Linked DNA regions of Triticum aestivum: region 1 is linked to region 2. A link is a contact called in public Hi-C data. All regions are on one chromosome and are shown on one strand. Each heading gives the region's core, a stretch centred on a gene start, on an enhancer-like site or on the middle of the called end of the contact. The rest is flanking DNA. Distances are from core to core; before and after follow the strand shown. Region 1 holds the start of LOC123070592 (pentatricopeptide repeat-containing protein At1g30610, chloroplastic). Region 2 holds the start of LOC123070590 (protein MALE DISCOVERER 1).

Region 1 (6,587 bases), core at 3,336-5,835, 330 kb before region 2:
GGTGGAACCGGTCTCACGTAAGTGTACGTGTAAGGTTGGTCCGGGCCGCTTCATCCCACAATACCGTTGAGCAAGAAAAGACTAGTAGAGGCAAGTAAGATGACAAAATCCACGCCCACAACAAAGTTGTGTTCTACTCGTGCAAAGAGAACTACGCATAGACCTAGCTCATGATGCCACTGTTGGGGAACGTTGCAGAAAATTAAAATTTTTCCTACGGTTTCACCAAGATCCATCTATGAGTTCATCTAAGCAACGAGTCTAGGGAGAGAGTTTGCATCTACATACCACTTGTAGATCGCGTGCGGAAGCTTGCAAGGTGATGATGTAGTCGTACTCGACGTGATCCAAATCACCGATGACCTGCGCCGAACGGACGGCACCTCCGCGTTCAACACACGTACGGAACAGCCACGTCTCCTCCTTCTTGATCCAGCAAGGAAGGGAGGAGAGGTTGAGGGAGATGGCACCAGCAGCAGCACGACGGCGTGGTGTTGGTGGAGCTGCAGTACTCCGGCAGAGCTTCGCTAAGCGCTATGGAGTTGGAGGAGGTGTTGGGGAGGGAGAAGGAGGCAACCAAAGGCCAGGGCTCAAGGTATGAAGTCCCTCCTCTCCCCCCACTATATATAGGGGTGCCAAGGGGGGGTGGCCGGCCCTAGGAGATCCAATCTCCTAGGGGGTGCGGCGGCCTAGGGGGGTTTCCCTCCCCCCCAAGGCACCTAGGAGGTGCCTTCCACTAGTAGGACTCCTCCCCCTTGGAAACCCTAGGCGCATGGGCCTTGTGGGGCTGGTGCCCTTGGCCCATGTAGGCCAAGGCGCACCCCCTACAGCCCATGTGGCCCCCGGGGATGGGTGGCCCCACCCGGTGGGCCCCCGGGACCCCTCCGGTGGTCCCGGTACAATACCGATAACCCCGAAACTTGTCCCGATGCCCGAAACAGGACTTCCCATATATAAATCTTTACCTCCGGACCATTCCGGAACTCCTCGTGACGTCCGGGATCTCATCCGGGACTCCGAACAACATTCGGGTTACTGCATATACATATCCCTACAACCCTAGCGTGACTGAACCTTAAGTGTGTAGACCCTACGGGTTCGGGAGACATGTAGACATGACCGAGACTCTCTTAGTCAATAACCATCAGCGGGATCTGGATACCCATGATGGCTCCCACATGCTCCTCGATGTTGTCATCGGATGAACCACTATGTCGAGGATTCGATCAAAACCCTGTATGCAATTCCCTTTGTCAATCGGTACGTTACTTGCCCGAGACTCGATCGTCGGTATCCCAATACCTTGTTCAGTCTCGTTACCGGCAAGTCACTTTACTCGTACCGTAATGCATGATCCCGTGTCCAACACCTTGGTCACATTGAGCTCATTATGATGATGCATTACCGAGTGGGCCCAGAGATACCTCTCCGTCATACGGAGTGACAAATCCCAGTCTCGATCCGTGTCAACCCAACAGCTACTTTCGGAGATACCTGTAATGTACCTTTATAGTCACCCAGTTACGTTGTGACGTTTGGTACACCCAAGGCATTCTTACGGTATCCGGGAGTTACACGATCTCATGGTCGAAGGAAGAGATACTTGACACTTGCAAAGCTCTAGCAAAACGAACTACACGATCTTTTATGCTATGCTTAGGATTGGGTCTTGTCCATCACATCATTCTCCTAATGATGTGATCCCGTTATCAATGACATCCAATGTCCATAGTCAGGAAACCATGACTATCTGTTGATCACAACGAGCTGGTCAACTAGAGGCTTACCAGGGACATAGTGTGGTCTAAGTATTCACACGTGTATTACGATTTCCGGATAATACAGTTATAGCATGAATACAAGACAATTATCATGAACAATGAAATATAATAATACTTTTATTATTGCCTCTAGGGCATATTTCCAACAAGCCACACTCGGTTCAACTAAAGTGAGAGAGACAGACACCCGCCGGTCACCTTTAAGCAACTAGTGCTCGTGGCGGTGAAACCAGTCTCGCGTAAGCGTAAGCGTAATGTCGGTCCGGGCCGCTTCATCTCAGAATACCGTTGAACCAAAGTATGACATGCTGGTAAGCAGTATGGCTTATATCGCCCACAACTCACTTGTGTTCTACTCGTGCATATGACATCTATGCATAAAACCAGGCTCGGATACCACTGTTGGGGAACGTAGTAATTTCAAAAAATTCCTACGCACACGCAAGATCATGGTGATGCATAGCAACGAGAGGGGAGAGTGTTGTCTACGTACCCTCGTAGACCGTAAGCGGAAGCGTTAGCACAACGCGGTTGATGTAGTCGTACGTCTTCACGATCTGACCGATCAAGTACCGAACGTACGACACCTCCGAGTTCAGCACACGTTCAGCTCGATGACGTCCCTCGAACTCCGATCCCGCCGAGTGTTGAGGGAGAGTTTCGTCAGCATGACGGCGTGGTAACGATGTTGATGTTCTACCGACGCAGGGCTTCGCCTAAGCACCGCTACAGTATTATCGAGGTGGACTATGGTGGAGGGGGGGCACCGCACACGGCTAAGAGATCAATGATCAATTGTTGTGTCTAGGGTGCCCCCTGCCCCCGTATATAAAGGAGCAAGGGGGGGGGGCGTCCGGCCAAGGGGAGAGGCGCGTCGGGAGGAGTCCTACTCCCACCGGGAGTAGGACTTGCCCCCTTTCCTAGTTGGATTAGGACTTGGGAGGGGGAAAGAGGAGGGAGAGAGGAAGGAAGGGGGGCGCCACCCCCCTCTCCTTGTCCTATTCGGACTAGGGGGGAGGGGTGCGCGACCCAGCCCTGGCCGCCTCTCCTCTTCTCCGTAAAGGCCCACTAAGGCCCATTAGCCTCTCGGGGGGTTCCGGTAACCTCCCGGTACTCCAGTAAAATCCCGATTTCACCCGGAACACTTCCGATATCCAAACATAGGCTTCAAATATATCAATCTTCATGTCTCGACCATTTCGAGACTCCTCGTCATGTCTGTGATCACATCCGGGACTCCGAACAACCTTCGGTACGTCAAAACATATAAACTCATAATATAACTGTCATCGTGACGTTAAGCGTGCGGACCCTACGGGTTCGAGAACTATGTAGACATGACCGAGACACGTCTCTGGTCAATAACCAATAGTGGAACCTGGATGCTCATATTGGCTCCCACATATTCTACGAAGATCTTTATCGGTCAGACCGCATAACAACATACGTTGTTCCCTTTGTCATCGGTATGTTATTTGCCCGAGATTCGATCGTCGGTATCTCAATACCTAGTTCAATCTCGTTACCGGCAAGTCTCTTTACTCGTTTCGTAATACATCATCCCGCAACTAACTCATTAGTTGCAATGCTTGCAAGGCTTAAGTGATGTGTATTACCGAGAGGGCCCAGAGATACCTCTCCGACAATCGGAGTGACAAATCCTAATCTCGAAATACGCCAACCCAACATGTACCTTCGGAGACACCTGTAGAGCACCTTTATAATCACCCAGTTACGTTGTGACGTTTGGTAGCACACAAAGTGTTCCTCCGGTAAACGGGAGTTGCATAATCTCATAGTCATAGGAACAGTATAAGTCATGAAGAAAGCAATAACAACATACTAAATAATCAAGTGCTAAGCTAACGGAATGGGTCAAGTCAATCACATCATTCTCCTAATGATGTGATCCCGTTAATCAAATGACAACTCTTTGTCCATGGCTAGGAAACATAACCATCTTTGATTAATGAGCTAGTCAAGTAGAGGCATACTAGTGACACTCTGTTTGTTTATGTATTCACACATGTATTATGTTTCCAATTAATACAATTCTAGCATGAATAATAAACATTTATCATAATATAAGGAAATAAATAATAACTTTATTATTGCCTTTAGGGCATATTTCCTTCAAGGCGCCAGTAGGAGAGGTGTTTAATGCCGGGCAGCACAGGGACGGACGTGTGGCGCTCGGGGCACCGGAGTAGGTTCCTCGACACACGTGTTGATTTAATGGCGGTAGGCATGCTGACATATGCCGTTTCAATGCAACGATAAGGCATGCGTAGCGGGCGACACTCTTGGCCGGCGCACCGCTCCAATGCTGGCTCTAGTGAGCGGCCGCATCTGCTCTGGCCTACATGAATGCGGAGCTGGTGCTCTAGTGGGAAAGCGCGGGAGGGAGAGTGGTTTTGTGTGGGCCAGGTTTGTTGGACGCTTGCGTAGCAGCGGTTCGGACTCCTGCAAAGCCCCACGATTTGCTTTCGGTTTGCAGAAAAAAGGACGCCAGGGCCGGCCTGTGGACGGATGCAGGACCACGCGGTCCGGGCGGTTGCAGGTGGTCGGTGTTGGAGATGCCGTCGGAGACGGCAACGACAGGGGCATACTTTTGCAAATTTTCAATTTGTTTGTGTAGATCTGAATTTTTTTTTGAGCGAATCTGAAAGACAACATTTTAGAAAGAATCGAAGAGACAATGATGTGCAAGAAGGAATAGCAGGCCATGGGCCTTGAGTGATCACAATCGGGCAACGCCATTTTTGGGCCCGTCGGGTAAAATATCATCATCGCCGTTCTCTCTCCGCAGTCGAAGCACGCGCACCCCTTCCTTCCCAGCTCCCTCTCTCCCCCGCCTCCCGAAGAGGAGATAACGCAGGACAGGAAGGTACTCGCGCTCTGACTCCTCTGAATCCATCTGCCTCCGTCAAAGGATTCTTGCCGTGCTCTTCCAGCGGCGCCCTGCGTTCCCCAGCTAGGGCCGGCCGATTTTTCGTCTTTTTTAAAATATTTCATTCAGTTCCGCCACCTGCCGAAGTAGCGAGTTTCTCGGTGGAGGCTGCTACCACAAGAATGCGGTAGGGGCTGCGAACCCACCGGCCGACCAGGGGCGATGGCGGGGGTGCCGCCAAACGCGAGCATGGGGCTGCTCAATCTGGGCGGGTGCGGGGTTTTGCTCCCCTCCCTGCCGCCTAAGTCGAGCGCCGGTCACGGCTTTTTGGTCCCGAGGAGGGACGTCTCCGCGTCGCCGTTGAGCTGGGGTTTGGTCAGACGAGGCAGGTTTCTTGATGCCGGGTTCCGGGCGGCGGGTGCCTTGGCTAGCGGCGAGGCCGGTGCCGGCTCGTCGGAGTTGCGGCACATCGAGAAGGAGCTCACTTTTAGCCCCACATTCACCGACTATGTGAAGATGATGGAGTCGGTGAAGTTGGACAGGAGCAAGAGTTTGCAGGGAGGCGATTCGGATGGCCGGGGTTCCAGGAGGAGGTTCGCGGGCGATGGCGATACATCGGCTGGTAGGCGAGATGATAGGGAGTCAGTTGATCCAAGGAAGAAATCATTTGAGAGGAATAGAGGGGCTCAAAGGGACAGAGGGGGTGACCAAGGTAGGGGTGAGAGGTCAGCGATGAATGACAGCGCAGCAGAATTTGCTGGATTGGTGGGGAAAAGAATAGTGGGTGATGTTAAAAATAGCAGTGATGGTCAGAGGAAAGTTGAAGAATATGTACAGAGAAGAATAATTCGAGGCGAACGAAGCCGAATTGGGGACAGTACTGACAGTGACAACCGCAAGCAGTTTTCATCAGCATCATATGTGAAGACTAGAGATAATAAAGGTGGTGTGGTTGTTCATGAATCAGCAGGGAACAGGCATGCCCAGTCAAATGCACGGAAGGATTTACAAGGACGGGCAACTTCTGTTGTAAGTCGTACTTCTGTGACTCGGGATAGCAGCGTTATATTGAGGAACACCAGGCCTACCAATGCAAGAAGTAATATACACGAACATGACTTCAAATATCCTAGGGAGGGAAAAGTTTCCAGTAGTGAGGTCAATGCTGACAGTAAATTTCAAAGATACCAGCAAAGAACAGAGAATTCAGGAAGAAATCTTGTAGGTAGTTTTAGAGATAATAATGTGGACTATAGCATACCTACTGTAAGCAAAGGATACGGCCATACACAAACATTTTCTGAGAATTATGGTCATCGGATTGATAGTTTGGAGCATGGAAAACCTGAAACAATTCGAATGCACAGAGGAGAAAATGTTCAACAGGGGAAGTTTGTTAGAAGAGATTCAAATGCTGTCGTTGATGATAGGGCTGCTTTCAAGACTTTTGAGGCATTCACTGATGTCAGGAACAGGCCACGGGCTCTTCAAATGGAAATAGAAGAGAGGATTCAGAAATTAGCTAGTCGGTAAGTCTTCATATAATTGCTTGTATTCTAATGCTTTCTGCCATATAAGTTGAACATAGCATCCTCTTATTTTTGTTTGACAGGTGCAATAGCCTCTTTTAATTTGGAAAAATATGGTCCATGATGGTAGTTTACATGTACTCATTAATATTATAATTTTTTATTCAAATTGTATTTAAACTGCTTTGTATCTTCACTAGAGGCACAATTTATCATCATCATTCACATCAAATATACGATAACTCTAAAGGTCTAACCTACTTAGCTTACATTCCCGCTGATCCTTATAAATTACTACATGATAAATAATTCTAAGTGATAATACTGAACTTCTAGAAAGGTCTCGCTCAAATATATTCTTCTGACGCTTAGTGGTTATATGCACAG
Region 2 (6,866 bases), core at 2,569-5,068:
AGGGCCTTAGCATGACGACTTCTCGATTGTCTACTACAATAAAATTTGCTTGACTCTGGCAAGGGAGGGCGATGATGGTGGCGCGCCTTCACTTCAGTGCTTGTAATAGTCACTAGGTGGTCCACAGATATGGTTGTATTTTTTGTTTTACTCGTGGTATTCTCTCTATTTTGCAAGAAAAACTTTTGATTTATTCATCATGCCACGACTATTCAAAGAACACTGAAATAAAAACCATTACATCTATGCGCATAGACCATCTAGTGATGACTACAAGTACTGGAGCAAACCGAAGGCGCGCTGTTAGCATTGCCCCTCCCTCACCGAAGTCGGGCCAAACTTGTTGTAGTATACAGTCGGGAAGTCATCGTGCTAAGGCCCCATGGAACCGACACATCAAAACAACAACCATCATCGGCAAAGAGAAATATAGATTGAAAGGATCTAATTTGTAGACACGCGAGCGAAGATGAACAAAGAATGGATCCAAGAAGATCCGTCGAAGACCTTCACTGACTGAATCCCGTGAGATCTGCCATAGACACACCACCACACACCCTCCGATGACGCTACACACATCACACAAATAGGGAATAGACAGTGAGAACCTTATTTCATCTTCAAGTAGCCGTCACCACCTCCTCTTCTTGAGTAGGACACAAACCATAAAACAAACTCATAAAACACCTAAAAAAACTCCTATACCGGGTCCATCGCACCTCCATGGGTAGAGCCATCAGAGACGGAACACTAAGTTTTTCTAGTAAAAGGGCATGTGCCTGACTTTATAAATAAAGCCACCAGGCAAAGTAGCAACCACATGACCGAACCAACATCAACACCCTCAGACGGGCAAGGTTTAAACATCCATACAGGGCCACCAGGCCAAAGCAAGCGGCACGCAGGCCAACAACCTAACAAGCCAAAAGAGAGCAGAATGAAGACATCAGGCGAGACTCAAGTAGCGCCAGTTTGTTGTACGAGGGAAGAAGCAAAACCGCGAACTCTTGAAATCAGCTCCTCCAAAGCGACTCGCTCATCCTCCTTAGTCAATAATTTCCACTACTGTAGAAAGATCAACGTTTTAAACCAGCAATCAGCCAGTCTGTTCGAAAAAATATGCTCAGTAAATTTGTTTTTGGTGGTCCAAAGTGCCCAACAGAGCGCTGGGAACCCAACCCAGAAGAGTCGTTTCTTCTGCCCCAGCAGACTAGAGATCAAAGGCCTTAGTTCAGCGAACGAGGACGGAGCCCAGGGAACTCCCATCCACTCACGAATAAAGGACCAAGCTAGTTTAGCAAGAGCACAACCGAAAAAAATATGGCCAGAGTTTTCCAAAGAGTTACATAGGGCACAACGGTCGGACCCGGGGCCATTCCTTTTCCTGATCTGATCAGTCGCCGACAGGCGCCCTCTGATAGCCTGCCATAGAATAAATTTAGTCTTGGGAGGTACCCAAGCTTTGCATACATCCTTGAACTTATTAGTAGGCGTACTATAAATAAGACGACCATAGAGTGACTTGACAGAGAATCTACCAGAGGTAGTATGAGGCCAGATGACAGAATCATTCTCCTCCGAGAAAACAGGGAAATTGGTAGCAAGAAGCTTCTAGTCACCCAACTCTTCGGGAGAAAGGGTTCTCCTAAAACCTAGGTCCCAAACTGTGTGGGAGAGCTCAGAGATTGAGATCTCCGGAGATGAACAATACGAAAATAAGGTAGGGAAGGCAACAGCTAAGGGGAAATCCCCACACCACCAATCAAGCCAGAACCGAACAAAGGACCCATTCCCCACCAAAAACTTGATGTGAGCTCTGAAATCATCTCGCACTTTAACCAGATCACGCCAGGACAATGAGCCACCCGCGACCAAGGCAAAGAGGGGACTACCATTGGGGAAGTACTTGTTTTCAACAGGGCAAACCACAGAGAGCCGGGGCCCGTAGTGCGAATCTTCCACCACCACTTGATGATCAGGCACTTGTTCATGATTGAAGTGTTCAGAATACCTAGACCGTTGTAGGATTTGGGGCGACAGATGTGCTGCCATTTAACCAGACAGTATTTTCGGCGGTTATCAGCAGCATTCCAGTAAAAGGCACTCCTATGTTTGTCGAAACCCGCATGGGTCCCATCGTTGAGACGATAGAAACCCATTGTGAACATGGGAAGGGAAGGCATGCATTGGTGAGGCATACCTTGCCCGCGCTGGTGTTGTACCTACCACGCCAGGGCATGACCCGATTGCCAACCTTGGCGACAAGGGGTGAACAATCTTTAGCGTGTAGTTTGAAAGGAGCAATAGGAAGACCAAGATACTTAAAAGGGAACGACCCACGCTGACAATTAAGCCGTTGGGAAACTCTTAACGCCTCGTGCTCGGTCACCCCAATGGCCAGAGCTTCACTCTTAGAGAAATTGATTTTCAGACCTGAGAACGATTTAAAACAGAGCAAAAGAAATTTCAGAGCCAGACAAAGATCACCGAGCTCGACCATGATGATAGTGTCATCTGCATACTGAAGGTGTGATACCCCTTCCGGGATGAGGTGCGAAATTACAGGGGAAATATGGCCTGCCACGGAGGCCCTCAAGAGAATACAAGAAACACATCTGCAACTAGGGATGAAAACAGACGGAAATGGGTGCTACCACATTTGTTTTCATATTTCTTTGCAAAAGAGGAAACGAATACAAAAACCCCGGAAATGAATACGGAAACAGATACTAGCGGAAACGAACATGGAGCGAATACAAAACGGACACGAAAACAGAAGTGGGCATTGACCGAAAATTAAAAATCCCTTGAATCATAAATAAGTACACACCAAAACAAACAAATTTAATGAATTGCTGACATGGCTATAAAATAATATGATTATGTTAGGAACTTAGCATAGTATTGTAGTACTGGCAATTGCGTATAGAATCTAGTTGAGTACGTCTGTGTTGGTAGAAGTTGAGCCTTGAATGATCCATTCTAATCATTGTGTCATTGTGTATTGTTTGGTGGTTGGGCTACAAAGCAGCCACATGGCTATAGTAAAAAACAAAAATTTCATATTCACGGAAACGGAAAGTTCCGTCTCCACACCTGTTCCATCATAAAACACCGTTCCGTTTTTGTTTTCATTTCCAATAAAATATTATGTTTCCATTTCCATTTTGCAAATTTCAATTTTTGTTTTCATATTTCCTCTTCGTTTTCATATTTCAACCGGAAAAACGGAAAGTTTTCACTCCATTTTCATCCCTATCTGCAACGAAGTTAAAGAGAAGCGGGAGAAATGTGATCCCCTCGCCGCAGGCCTCTATCGTTGGTGAAGAAGTTACTAATCTGTCATTAACCGCCACAGCAGTGTGCCCATCAGAAACAAACCGCACAAGCCTATGCACGTAGGCTCCATCATTATCCTAAGTTTTTTTCTTTAAGAGGAGGCGGCGGCTATGTCTGAGCCTTGCAATAAACAGAAACATAATCAGCTTGTCCTAGTGTTCTCTATGCTGTCACATGAATAGACTGAAAGTTTTTCCCGTAAAATTAATAAAAAAGATTAAGATACAACTGCCCGGATACTCTGTACCTTCATTCCCCTCACCAGATATCGAAATAGCAGTGGGTTGGAGGCAGGCAGGCAGGCTGGAGACTGGCGCGCACGACAAGAGGCAACGACACACAACGTGGGAGCCAACAAACAGACAGGACGTGAATAATAATCTGGGAAGCAAAGAAATAGAAAAGAAAGAAAGAAAGATAACAAGGATACTGGCGGACAGCTAGGCCCGAGCCGGGCATCAATAAAATCGGCAAAAATCATTCCAACTTAAAAAATTCGCCCTCCTTCCTTTGCGCGTCCCACCTGTCCCGCCGCGGGCCCACCGCACGTCTCCTCCTCCGTCCACCCCCTCTCTCTTTCGCGCCCGCCGCCGGCCACCGTCACCGTCACCGTCCCCCCCTTGGAGGATCTCCCCGGGAGGGGAGGGAAGCCTCCGACCGGCGAACGCCGACCATCCTCCTGTTCGTTTCGAAAATCCAGAAAAAAACGGGTAAGGCCAGGAGGCTTCCGCTGACTACCTCTGAATTTTACTCCATTTAAAAGCATTTCGCTGTATCAACCTTCGAGATTCTCGACCTGCTTGGTTTAATGTCAAGTACCCTTAGCAGCAAGAGAAAAGAAGGAGGCGATTTTTGCTGCAATCGCATTTGGCGTCGCTGAGGATGCCTGATTGCAATTGGTTTATAAAAATGTTAAATGGGATGGGAGCATAGTTTATTGACATCTGTGATGATGAGCACGAAAGGATTTCTGCAATTTTAAAAAGGCTAGGCGTCGAACCCGTCGCCGGCGACGACGAGGCTCGCGTGGGCTGCGGAGCCCTTTGTCATGGCCCTCGACAGCGACCGTCCTGTCCGATTCTTTAATCCCGACCCGGTATCCCAGCGCGGAATCGTCTGACAGATGGCCGTGGAATTCTTCCGCCCCATTTTTCCTCCAAGAAAACGCAATCTTAGACATTGGGAGATTGGAGCGCCATTAAAAATTTACTATCTTCCCTTGTCTGCTGCTCTGAATATTATATACTACTACTAGTGTATTTTTCTTCTCTAGCTGTGTTGTCCTTCTTGATTTTCTCCGACTACTACTACTTGTTCCTCCAAGAACGGACGACCGCTGTTTCCCTCTCCCCTCCTCCGTCTTCCTCCTCCCCTCCGTTCCCCAACGCCGCGGCGTGTAAGCTTCTCTTCTCCATCTCCTCGGATCGAATCGCGTGCGGCGTAAGCGAAATTGGCAGAGGCGAATCACCAGGCAAAAAGCCAAAGCTGCTCCTTTGCTTTTTGAGCGACGCAAGTTTCCTCTGCTCCCCCCCCCCCCCCCCCCCCCCCCCCCCCCCCACACACACACACACTCACACACACACGTTTCTGAGCTCTTTTTGTCTCTGTCTTTCTTGCAGGCGGCCGCAGGAGCGGGAGCGTGTCGTCAGGCTTTGCTCTGCTGCCGTGCCAATAAGGGTTAAGTAGGCGCCGCGCCACGCCATGGGCGTCCCTCGCGCCTGACCATGCACTCCAGGCTGCTCAAGAGGCTCGCCAAGAGGATCATGTGAGCCGCCGCGCGCCAGTGGAAATGTGGGAGATGGACGCGCTGCTCTACTGCGCGGTTGTCGCGCTGGCGCTTCAGTGCGTCTGCTGTGGCTGCTCCGCGATCAACCTTGAAGGTAGGGGGCAGACAGCTCGCCGGTGTTGTTTTCTTTTTTGGTGCTTTTGGGGGTTGAGCTCTTGGGGTTCTGGTGTGGCTGATCGATTGGGGTTTTGGTGCTCGTGCTGCAGGCTCAGCGCTGCTCAAGTTCCAGTCTAGGGTGGAGGAGGATCCGCATGGCGCCATGGCAGGCTGGAGCGCGCGGGACGCCGACCCTTGCGGTTGGAACGGCGTCCGCTGCGCCGATGACAGGGTTGTGATGCTGTGAGTTGGATGATTTCCTCTTTGTTTTCTTCCTCCTCAATGTTTACTAGTGGCTCATGAGTCTATTTGGAAAATGGAAATGCAGTTCATCTTCTGTTTAACGGGTCTTCCATTTGACTGTATCCTTCTCTCTTCAAGAGTTGTTTTAGTGTTGATTTATTGTTGAATGGATGCTGCATCGGCAACTGCCCCTTTTATTCCTAGTTTTCTCCTTCACAGTTATCGTGGTTTGACTTTCTTGAGTACTAAATGCATCAGTTGAGTCTATTGAGTTACTGTCAACACAAGCATGTCTCCGCTTTGTGTAGCAATTCAGAGAAGGTAGAAGCAAAGAGGCTCAACCATTAACGGACTAGATATTATGAAGGATTTTAGGAGTGCATTCGTATTTTTTTTCTACATAGCAGTTAGAAAAATTAGTACTCCTAAAATATTTCATTTTCAGGAGTGGTACCCTTTTTTGGGCTGAATAAGGAAAATGAAATATTATGTACATAAATGACCAACTCTGGTTTCTTTGGTAAATACTATACTGAATATATACTCTTGAAAAATTAGTACTCCTAAAATATACTACTACTTCTTTGGGCTGAATAAGGAGCAACTCTTAAGGATTTTTTTTTTCTCGCCTATCTTGAATTTACCATGGATGCATTGTTCGCAAATTCCCAGAAAATGTTTTCTTTGGTAGCTGGAAGCCTTTTCACAAGCTTATATGAAGCTTTAACACAATCAGAAATCTGGTTATTAGAACTACTTGTTCATTCCACCAACACGAACAAGTCGCTACAGCTAAGTTGTTATGATTTGTTTCTTCTGCTGCTGGTATTCTCAATTTTGTGATGTGGGATTCTTGACCTATAAAGTGAGACTGTTGGCTTAGAGCATCTCCAATAGATGGTCCAAATGTAAAAGTACCTAACTTTTGGACCGCCTGGGGCAAAAAATGCTGCTCCAACAGACGGTCCATATGCAAAAAAAATTGGACCGCGGCCTCCTCGTGATGTAAAATACAACACCTCGCGGTGCAAATTTACATCACGAGGTGCATCTGGTCCAAAACCAGCCGCCGCCCGCGAACGCCCAACCGCCACTTCATTTCCTTTCCCGCCCGCGCCCGTCCGCCCGCCCGAAGACCAGCCGGCCGGAATCCGCCGCCGCGACCGCCCAAAACCTCGCCGTCGGCGCCAACGCCCTCCGCCGCCGTCGCCCCCGTCGCCTCCCTCGCCGGTAGCCGGCTCGCAGCCGCCCGGCCGTCGCCGAATCGGGAGGCAGCCGGCGCGGGATTGGGCGCCTCCGGCGGTCCGGCTGCCGCGGTAGGCCTCCGCCGGGTCTTAGGCTGCCGCCGACCTCCTTCCCGTCAGCCGTGAGCCTGTCCACGGCCGTTGCGCCCGCCGCACGA

What was found. Hi-C and Micro-C count contacts between places; a contact is called where the count stands out from the background.
Region 1: a Hi-C map of leaf shows a contact between it and region 2, with 4 times the contacts expected there. The contact joins the promoter of LOC123070592 here to the promoter of LOC123070590 in region 2. A contact is called at or near these places in 3 of 5 Hi-C or Micro-C datasets (leaf and an unstated tissue) and 1 of 1 datasets of contacts at active chromatin or transcription factors (leaf).

What each region holds. Positions count from the first base shown.
Region 1 is chr3B:502,259,888-502,266,474 of IWGSC CS RefSeq v2.1, reverse strand. LOC123070592 (pentatricopeptide repeat-containing protein At1g30610, chloroplastic) reads left to right here and starts at 4,585. Exons shown (of 9, transcript XM_044493855.1): 1 at 4,585-6,200. The coding sequence starts at 4,894.
Region 2 is chr3B:501,930,867-501,937,732 of IWGSC CS RefSeq v2.1, reverse strand. It overlaps LOC123070590 (protein MALE DISCOVERER 1), which reads left to right and starts at 3,818. Exons shown (of 13, transcript XM_044493854.1): 1 at 3,818-4,049; 2 at 4,959-5,219; 3 at 5,332-5,464. The coding sequence starts at 5,129.